Regions from separate parts of the Mus musculus genome. Here region 1 is linked to region 2. A link is a contact called in public Hi-C data. All regions are on one chromosome and are shown on one strand. The core of a region is the stretch at or near the end of the contact, and the rest is flanking DNA. Distances in the headings are between cores, read along the strand shown. Region 1 has its middle 31 kb from the start of Hivep2. Region 2 has its middle 21 kb from the start of Sf3b5.

The links. A called contact is a pair of places that touch in the nucleus more often than the background predicts.
Region 1: a contact with region 2 is called in a Hi-C map of bone marrow-derived macrophages, with 10 read pairs. The contact joins two enhancer-like sites. A contact is called at or near these places in 3 of 39 promoter capture datasets (hippocampal neurons and liver), 1 of 484 Hi-C or Micro-C datasets (bone marrow-derived macrophages), 1 of 115 datasets of contacts at active chromatin or transcription factors (embryonic stem cells) and 1 of 9 other capture datasets (embryonic stem cells).

Annotation. Positions count from the first base shown.
Region 1 is chr10:13,932,439-13,937,531 of GRCm38.p6, forward strand. No RefSeq gene overlaps it. Among named protein-coding and RNA genes, the nearest start is that of Hivep2, 31 kb to the right of the region's middle. Within about 2 kb of position 3,388, at least 3 of the 459 cell types and tissues checked have an H3K27ac peak or open chromatin away from gene starts, as enhancers often do. A contact at or near this core is called in bone marrow-derived macrophages, where this site is marked.
Region 2 is chr10:13,026,647-13,032,324 of GRCm38.p6, forward strand. No RefSeq gene overlaps it. Among named protein-coding and RNA genes, the nearest start is that of Sf3b5, 21 kb to the left of the region's middle. Within about 2 kb of position 1,800, at least 14 of the 459 cell types and tissues checked have an H3K27ac peak or open chromatin away from gene starts, as enhancers often do. A contact at or near this core is called in bone marrow-derived macrophages, where this site is marked.

The DNA.
Region 1 (5,093 bases), core at 2,138-4,637, 910 kb after region 2:
TGTCACTTGTATCCTTCATAGCTGCCACATACTGTCGTCTCTGATAACTCTTGTCCCTCTATTTAAAAATGGGACCATTTGCTTTTCTTTCCCGGACTACTGAAGACAGAAGTTAAAGGGACAGGGCCTCCTCTAACTCACCAACATCGTCACGGCTGTACTCGAATTCTCAACACCAAACCCTTGAGTTAGCTTTCAGTACAACTCTTACTTCTAGCTCTTCCACAAAGAGTTAAAAGTGACCTGCTGTAGTTTGTGATCTGCAGTGTGACTTTCTTTCTATCTCTCCTATTGCTTTTTAAAATGGCACCTTTTCCTCAAAGGTTACTGAATTCCAAACTGTCAACAGTTACTAATAGGCTATGGGACCCACCCCATTTTTTCCCCATAAGCCCAGGATCTGAACTCTAGACATCTATTTCTATGAACTACTTTTCCCTGAAAAATGTGAAGGATAAAAATAACTTGCTCTACCCTATAACAACAACATCAAACCTGCTGAAGTATCCATTCTTTGATTTAGCTGATATTTGTTAAGTACCTACTCCAAGTCAAGAACTTTGCTAGGTGTTAGCTTCTGTGGGAAGCACTCAACTGTGAGAAGCCTATATTAGATTGGGGGCCAGGGAGTGCTATAGAGAGTTGGATTATTGGTTAAGAGCACTTGTTGCTTTTGCAGAAGATGCAGGGTCGATTCCCAGCATCCACATTATAGCTCAGAACCATCTGTAACTGCACCGTCAGGTGATACAACACCTTCTTTTAACCTCAGCAGGCACCAGGTATGCATGTTGTGCACATTCACACATACAAGCACAGCACATATATACACAAAATAATTAAAGAATTATTTAGAGCCTAATTAACTAAGTGGACAAATAGCCAAACAATATAGGGGAAAGTACAGGTTTCTATAGCAACACAGAAGAAAAAAAAAACCGCGTAATTCAGGCTGATGAGGATCAGAGGAAGGTGGTATAAAAGTCTCCTACGGGGGATCTATTAGGTTAGATAGGGCATTTAAAGGAATAGAGAGCAGCAGCCATCTGGAGGAAGTGGCTTTGTTGGAAAGGGACAAGAAAGAGGAAGAGTCATACATTCCGTGAAGAGTAGCGCATTTGTCATGATGGCTTAGGACAGAGGTTGTGTGTAAGACAGAAGATAAAGAGAGAGAGACAGAGACAGAGAGAATGTGATACTGGCATTAAATACTGGGCGTTGTCTATGTATACCAAGCAAGTGCTCCATCACTGGGCTGTGGTCCCCGCCCCTAAAATTGTTTTTATGGAACTCTTAATTCATTGGCCACTCTTGGTATGATGCAACAATTGATGCTTTGGTTTTTTCTTTTCCTTATAGATGGAATATTAAAATACAGAGACCTTGTTTCTAACAAAACTTGACTTGTGTCTATCTTTTGATAAGCAATTTTATTTTCAGGTACTTACCCAGAAGAAATGAACACATACCTTCTCACAGTGCTTTACACAAGAATGTCCAACACAATCTTATTTATTATAGCCCCAAATGGAAAGAACACAAATGCCCATCATTAGGAGAATGGATACACAAATTGTAGTATGTTTATACGATGCAACTAGACTTAGTAATAAAACAGAGCAAATGACCAATACATACAACAACATGGTTGTTCCTCCAATCATTCTAAACAAGTCAGGGAACACAAATGATTATTTACTGTAGAATTACAGTAAAGTGCAAGGAAAATGTTTTATGGTGACCGAAATCATGAAGTGTCTGCTCAGGGTATGGGGTAGATGAAAGAATTGCCCAAAAAGTTTTGAGGGCTGGGGAAATGTTTTCCTTCTTGCTTTAGGTGATGGTTACAAGGCCTTATTCAAAACTTATCAAGTTTAAGACTTGTACATTGTAAAATGTACAGTGACATGTTTTATTAAATGTACGTTATAGCTCAATTTTTAAAGATATTTCTATTAGATATTTTCCTTATTGACATTTCAAATGCTATCCCCTTTTCTAGTTTCCCCTCCGAAAATCTCCTATCCTCTCCCCACCTCCCCGTGCTCCGCAACCCATCCACTCCCACTTCCTGGTCCTGGCATTTCCCTATACTGGGGCATAGAACCTTCATAGGACCAAGGGCCTCTCCTCCCATTGATGACTGACTAGGCCATCCTTTGCTACCTATGCAGTTAGAGCCACGAGTCCCTCCAAGTGTTTTCTTTGGTGGTTTAGTCCCAGGGAGCTCTGGGGGTACAGGTTAGTTCATATTGATGTTCCTCCTATGGGGCTTCAGTCCCCTTCAGCTCCCTGGGTATTTCTTTTGGCTCTTTCATTGGGGACCCTGTACTCTGTCCAATGGATAACTGTGAGCATCCACTTCTGTATTAGTCAGGCACTGGCAGAGCCTCTCAGGAGGCAGCTATATCAGGCTCCTGTTAGCAAGCTCTTGTTGGCATCTGCAATAGTGTCTGGGTTTGGTGGTTGTTTATAGGATGGATCCCCAGGTGGGGCAGTCTCTGGATGTTCATTCCTTCAGTCTCTGCTCTGAACTTTGTCTCTGTAACTCTTTCCATGAGTATTTTGTTACCCCCTTCTAAGAAGGATCAAAGTATGCACACTTTGGTCATCCTTATTCTTGAGTTTCATGTGTTTTGCAAATTGTATCTTGGGTATTCTGAGCTTCTGGGCTAATATGCACTTTTCAGTGCATGTGTATCATGTGAGTTCTTTTGTGATTGGATTACCACACTTAGGATGATATCCTCCAGATCCACCCATTTGTCTAAAAATTTCATGAATTCATTGTTTTTAATAGCTGAGTATAGCTTGATTTTTAAAAATGCTAACAAAAGTATTTTATCCAGGTTTGCCTTAACTAATGTAATTGAAGACTTTAAAACTGCACACTGAACATTCACAGTTCTAAACTATCTATTCAAATACATGAAAAAGAAAAGAAAATATTAAGATGTTATTCAAAAAGTTGATCAGCCATAAATGCTTCATTTTAATTTTCATAGATATTTTTCTGATAGTAGCATGTAAGTCAAACGGAAGCATTTTCAGACGACGGAGCAAGTAATAATTCATGAGAAAGAGCATTTCATGAACTGGTTGTTCTTTGCTGTGATTATTCATGCAAGTATACCACAAGACCTCGCTGGAAATTTTATTGCAGATTTGTTACACAATCCTGACACTGATAGAAAACAATGCAGCTAATGGCATATTTTTTTATAACAAAGATGTCAACAGCAAGCTGGTTAATTAATATCATCAACCAAAAGAGTACTTCAAATTATTTATACGTAAGAAAATGTACAGTGAGTATGTGCCTGAGAGTGGTACAGCTGGATTGTGTGGCAGATCTATTTCCAGCTTTTTGAGGAACCTCCACATGCTGATTTCCATAGCTGCTGCATCAGTCTGCACTCCCCCCACGCCCCCAGCAGTGAATAAGTGTTCCTCTTTCCCCACATTCATTTCAGCATTTCTCATGTGTACTTGTGATCCTAACCATTCTGATTGGGGTAAGATGAAATCTCAAAGTAGTTTTAATTTGCATTTCCATGAGAGCTAAAGAGTGAGGAGCATTTAAAAAAATGTTTCTCAACCATTTGTATTTCATTTGAGGACTATCTGTTTGGTTTCATGCCCCATTTTAAAAGTGGGTTGTTTGTTTTGGTGTTTAATTTTTCTGAGTTCTTTGGATACTCTAGATATTAACCATCTGCCATATGTATAGCTCATACATAACTTTTAACATTTTGTATGTTGTATTTGCCATTTTGTATTTACTCCAATAATGGTGTCCTTTGCTGTGCAGAAACTTTTTAGTTTTATGAGATCTCATTTGTGGATTGTTAGTATTCATGCCTTCAGTATCAGGATATCTAACCAACTCTATCTTCTAGCATAGAGATCCATGTGTATCCACACTTATTGCTGTTTTGTTCACAATAGCTAGGGAATATAAATAGCTTAGATGTCTGCCAACTGATGAATAGATAATGGAAATGTTCTGTATTTACACAATTGGATGTCATTTAGCTGTTAAGACAAATAAAACATGAAATCTGAAATTAAACGCATGAAGATGGAAACTTCTTTCCAAGTGCCATAACCTGTATCCACAAAGATAAGGCTTGTATGCCTGCTCTCACGGGGCGGGGTGGGGGGGATGTTAACTTTGTACTCTTTAGATAGGTATTTTTTTCATTTGCAAATCCCATCTTCAGGAAATTAATAATGAGTGGTCTTTCAAGAAAGGAGAGCTAGAATGCAGAAAAATAAAGATTTAATGGAGAATAATGGAATAAGAGGGGTTAATTGGGAAGAGAGGTAGGAAGGAATGTTAGAGGAGGGGATTCTGAGAAGGATAACTGACACTAAAGACATTTTTAAAAATTCATTGGAACCTACTACTGTAGAAGATTCCTGAAAGATATACATATATATACACATAAAAATCTTTATGGAATTATATACCTATAATGAGACAGCCATGTCTTGACTGAACACCATAGGCTAGTAAGTAAAAATTCTAGTGCCAGAAATGGGTTATGTCTTTTGGTGTTGATGGCCAGTTAAGTCCCATAGTACCTCCTCCACGAATGTTATAGTGTGTTACCATTGTCTGTGGTTATTCCCTAGAACTTGATGTTAAGATCCAACTCCTGAAGACAAACCACATACTTGAGTTTTAGAACACAGAGAAGTCAAGACGGTGATGACTTGGAAGTTTTGTCCCTCCTGCTCAGCCTTTATGGTGCCGAAAGGCACAAGACACAGAAGAGAAGAGAAATCAGCACTTTCCTTGACCAGCTGTGAACCTTGTCAGGGACAACAACGACTGTCCTGGGAAGACATGTTTATCAGTGCAGTACTGGCAAGAATTCAATGGGCTTAACAAACCACTTCTGCTTTGATCTAAGGCCCGCTCCCTAAATTGCAATCCACAATTGTACTAATGTTGGGACTTAGAACTTTTGGCTAAACAAGACATAGGCCCTAGGGGAGAATCTACTACAATGATTCTGCTAAATGAACATGGAATTAAACCAATTGTAGTGAGTTATCATTATACCCATAGATTAGTGCATCTGACA
Region 2 (5,678 bases), core at 550-3,049:
TGAAATGTGTAAGCTGTTCTGAAAACCATAGTATAGTGTAAAAACATCAAATAAATAGTCCTACTAATAGAGAGGCTGAGATAGGAGAAGCATGATTTCAAGACCATTATATGGCACACAGCAAGACCCTGACATGTACAAATAAGCAGAAAGTGTATATGGATTGTACAATATTGGACCTATTTCTTCCATTGCCAAATTAGAGAGACCACGGGATGACAACTGACAAATTTCTAACTCCTCATATTTTTGAATTTCAATCAATTAGAATATGTTGTTAATATTAATTTTCATAGTAAGAGATATTAAGGAAAAGTGATTGTTGCTTCCTGTTAATTTTCTTGTTAGAGGTGGAATTATGTTTGTGTGGGTTTGTTGAAAGATTACTTTCTTGCTTCTCCTAGGGTGTAGTTTCACTCTTTGTATTGGTGTTTTCCATCTATTATCCTTTATAGGGCTGGATTTGTGGAAAGATACTATGTAAATTTGGTTTTATCATGGAATATCTTGTTTTCTCCGTCTATGGTAATTGAGAGTTTTGCTGGGCTGGCATTTGTGGTCTCTTAGGGTCTGTATAACATCTGCCCAGGATCTTCTAGTTTTCATAGTCTCTGGTGAGAAGTCTGGTGTAATTCTGATAGGCCTGCCTTTATATGTTATTTGACCTTTTTCCCTTACTGCTTTTAAAATTCTTTCTTTGTTTAGTGCCCAAGTATACTCTTATATTACCATATTTGTGTGTGTGTGAGTGAGTGTGTGTGTATGTATATATATATATATATATATATATACATACATTGATAATCTATGTTCATTTAAAGCTGCCCACTAGATATGTGAGGCTAAGATAGAATGGAACCTCGTATATGTTTTCAATATATACACTTACAGAAGTTTAATCTATATGTTTGGTAGAACAAATTTTTAATATAACTTATAATAATAAGATAGACCAACGTTAATTATACACAGTAAAATCCGTTTAATACTAATGAGTTCTTTGTTTCTGGGATTTACCATTTAACTCTCTAAATGTTTAATATATTCATCTATCCATGTATAAATTGTGTGTACATGAATGAATGGGAGGACAGCTTGCAAGAGTAAATTTCTCCTTGCACCATGAACTTGGGTCTTCAAGGCTTGATGTCAAGTACAACGTGCTAACCCTTCTCACTGCTGGCTCCTCTCCCACTTAATATTTTCAAACCGCAGTTGACAGCCTAAGCCAGGGGAAGGAAGAGCCTTGGCATTCATAGTTAGAACTTGATATTTAGCCGCAAGTGTTGTACACGTCTGTAGTCCTATCACTCAAGAGGCTGAGACAGGAGGAGCCTGATTTCCATCTCAGCCTGGACTGTCCGGAAGACAGGGTTCAGAGAAAGCTAGACTGGCCACCCTCATGTATACACTCATTTTACATTCTAGATAGTGATGGCACACATGAAATGATAACAAGTAAAGAGAATAAAGGCGTCCACCTGTACAATCAGAAGCCTTGGAGATCCCTTATCTGGAGTTAACCTGGAAGCATATATACCCAGATTCACTGCAATATCCACTATCTGTATAATACCGGGACCTGAGGGTTTAGAGCCACAGCAAACTTCTAACTTCAATCATATCTGGGGTCATTCCCCTTCTCCCCCAACCAATGAGAGGAGTGAGGCATTGGCAAACCACAAGGCAACATGGACTTTTCTTCCTGGTTTCAGCTGCTCTATATTAAGGACTAACTTGGAAGCCCTAGGGTAGTGAGTCAGCAAATCTTGTTTTCTGCTTCCTTTCTCTTGTGAGGTTTTGTTTACTTTATTTGAGGAGAGTGTGTGTGTGCTTCAGTTTCCTTCTCTTAGACCTCCCTCATGTCTAGACCAGCCAGAACCAGTCATGGTTATTTGGACTTACTTTAGCAATGTAGACAATACTTCATGGTACTTTATTGAACATTTTTCTTTTCTTCCTTCTGTCTGTCCATCTTTCTTTCTTTCTATCTTTCTTTCTTTCTCTCTCTCTTCTTTTTAGGAAAACAAAAATCATTACCTATCTAAATCTTCTCACACTTCTTTCAGCTGGATCCACAGACAAGACTTTATCTGGCTTTTTCTGACTTCGAAGTCAGTAGAGGGACCACAAGAGATTGTTAGCTGGGCTGGAGACCTTGGAGGAGGTGAGCATGAGGCTCCCAGATACAAAGAGAAAATAACAATGTGTAAGCATTATGAGGGTCTGAAAATATGGAGGGTAGAGATATATTTATGTTTATATTTATATTTTTGGGTGTGAGGCTGAGAATCAGGAGAACCCACAGAGAAGCAGGCAGAAATGGACAGACCCAGTATTTGTGTCTAAGTCCTTCACCTGAGTTCACCATTTTTTTTTTTTTTTTTTTTCAAGACAGGGTTTCTCTGTATAGCCCTGGGTGTCCTAGAACTCACTTTGTAGACCAGGCTGGCCTCGAACTCAGAAATCTGCCTGCCTCTGCCTCCCGAGTGCTGGGATCAAAGGCGTGCGCCACCACGCCCAGCACCCAAGTTCACCCTTTAAAGAACTTTTTTTTCTTTTTTTTCTTGGCTACTAGGCAAATGCATGTTCAAAGATTGCTTTCGTATCAACTGGTCTTTACTGTTGGCTGGAATGTTGTTCCTGTACTAAACAAATGTATTAAAGTCCTGATCTCTAATACCTCAGAAAGGGGTAAAAAGACATTGTTGTAGACTTACTTAGTTGTTGTAAGGGTAACCATACAGAGACCAGCACACCAGGAAAAGCGTAATGTGATCATCAAAGCAGATATTGGAATTAAGTAGCCCCAAGGAAAAGACAAAGGTTTTCAGCAAAGTAGGGGCACAGAAGGTGCAGGCCAGGGGTTCCCCGGGGATGGAGTGTGAAGCTGCGGACCCCGGCCTCACAAATAGTAAGGCAGTAAGATTCTTGGTGATTTTGCTGTTGTTGGAGTTGGTTGGTTTTTTTGAGAGACTCTCAAGGACTGTGGGCTAGCTAAGTAATTACTGTATAACAAGGATGGCCTTGAACTTCTAACCACCTGCTGTCACCTCCCAGGTTCAGGTACTGCAGGTGTGCACCATCACACCAGATTGTCTGTGTTGCTCGGATGGAACCCAGGGCTCCATGCTAATCTGGCATTTTACCAGACAACCCGCATCCCTAACAGAATTTCTGTAGTTTTAAACAACGTAGTTTATGTCACTTTGTAACAGAGACCCCTGCAAATTTACCAATAATATTTACCACAAGTAACTCTGTTTTTGTTTTGTGTGTGTGTGTGTGTGTTTTCTGAAAATAAGAAGGCTGTTGTTTAGGACCATGGAATATTAAAGTCAGGAAATTAACAGTAGCAGGATACTGTTGACTACATACATCCTTATGTTGCCTGGAGTGACGGCTCATGACCTCAATCCCAACACCAAAACCACATAAAATAAAATGAAGGAAAGAAAGTACAGAAAAAAAAAATCAGTAGATTCTATGAGAGGCCCCAAAAGGTCTAATTAAAAAGAAATATAATAATCTGAATAAATAAATGTAGAAAGTAGTCATAGTCTCATGCGATGAACCCCCTTCCAGCAGAGACAGGCTCTTGAGTTCATGGCCAACGTGGTCTAGAGAGCGAGTTCCAGGACAGCCAAAGCTACAACAACAAAATCCCCCAAAACCCAAAAAATAACAACAAAAATCCACTTAATGTTTATAGTGTATTGTTTTTCAATCATCAGCTGTGTTTTTATATTAGATTTTTATTACCACTTCCAGTATGAAGCCTGTGCCTCAAACATTGGGGTTCAGGCACCCCTTTGTGTGCTTCTGCAGCCTCTAAATCCCCTCCCTCCTGTGAGAGGTGTGTGTGTGTGTGTGTGTGTGTGCGTGTGTGTGTGTGCATATGTGTGTGTAAATAAGTTCTAGAGGGACAAAATGAATTTGTTTTGACCCGACTTACTGATGAAGATGTTAGACCCTGAAGTCTTTGGGTAGAATCTGTTTCACCTGGTAACGTTAGCCTTCAACCTTTCCCTTAGGGTTTGAAGGTTTAGGTTGGTGTTAAGCACACTTGCCTAACCTGCTCAAGACCCTGATTTGTTCTCCAAAGCTGGAGCCAAAAACACTATACATGAAAAGGAATGAAAGAATGTCCTTCTCTAGGAACAATATCAGCCAACCAGAGCTCTCGGGGTCTAAACCACCAACCAAGGAGTACTCATGGAGTGACCCATGGCTCCAGCTGTATATGTAGCAGAAGATGGCCTTGTCGGGCATCAGTGTAAAAGAGGCCCTTGGTCCCATCCTTGATGCTCTAGTGTAGGGGAATGAGAAAGCAGGGTGGCAGAAGTGGGTGGGTGGGTGGGGCTATACTCTCATAGAAGCAGGAGGAGGGGGGATGGGATAGGGAATTTCTGGGGGCGGGAATTGGAAAAGGGGATAAGATTTGAAATGTAAATAAATAAAATATCCAATAATAAAAAAGAATTACTGGTACCTCTTAACTCAGTAATAACACATGCAATATGTGAACAGTATTTATGATGCTCTTATGATAGCAGTATTATGGTACATGATACACTTCTGACATAATACAGCTGTAAATATAATCAGGCAGTTGGGTCCAATGGCATGGGCTGGGATCCTAGCTACTTCTGATGCTGAAGGCAGGAGGATTAAAATTTCAATGCTGTCTACAAACATAGTGACGTCAAAGCAAGCCTAGAAAACTTAGTGAAACTGGGTCTTAAAGTGGGGGAGAGAGATGGCCCAGTGGTTAGGAGTACTAGCTGCTCTTCCAAAGAGCCTGGCTTCAGCATCCACATGGTGGCATACAATAATGGTGGGATTCAGCTGGAGGGTTAAGAGTACCTGCTGATCTTGCAGGGGACCTGAGTTTAGGTACCAGCACCTTTATCAGGTGGCTCACCAGTTCAAGGGCAATACCTTCTTCTGGCCTCCCTCAACACCAGGCATGCATGTTGCGCATGGACAAAAAACTCATACACAGGATGAGTGAATAAATAAGGTATGATTTTTGAAGTATATAAAAACAAAAGGTAAAAAAGAGGGCCTATTTCTGGATCAGTGGTAGAGTGCTTGTGTAGTGTGTGCACTGCACTAGACTCACTCTTCCGTACTGCAAAAACAAAACAATCAGATATGACAAAACCATCCAAAGGAAGGCTTAACACAATTATGATGTCCAAGAACACAGAAAGGAGGACTCTCACCAGATATCGGATGCAGAAATAATAGAATCATCCAGAAAATATGAAAATATTACCCTATATCCACCTAGCACATCTTTAGATCTACAATCTAAAGGAAATAGACTTACCTGTAAGTAGTGGGAATGCACATGAAGGAGTCTCCTTTCAACGAACCGTACTAGAACAACACTGTCTATGTGCAAAATAAAATGAACTGGCTCCTGCAGCATGATACCTGAGGTTGTCATCTGGTCCCCCCATACACCTGAGTACACACATGCGTTCACACTCACAGAAAGATGCTAAACATCATGAAAGTGAAACCGGTGAGCTCTCCTCATATGCCTATGGAAATGAGCATATGAGGGACTGTGGATGTGGTCCAGTGATGGCCAGCAAGCAGGCAGCTCTGGCTCTGTGCTGGCATCAAATGCACATGAATGAATTCAGTAATATAAAACCTGCTGTTGG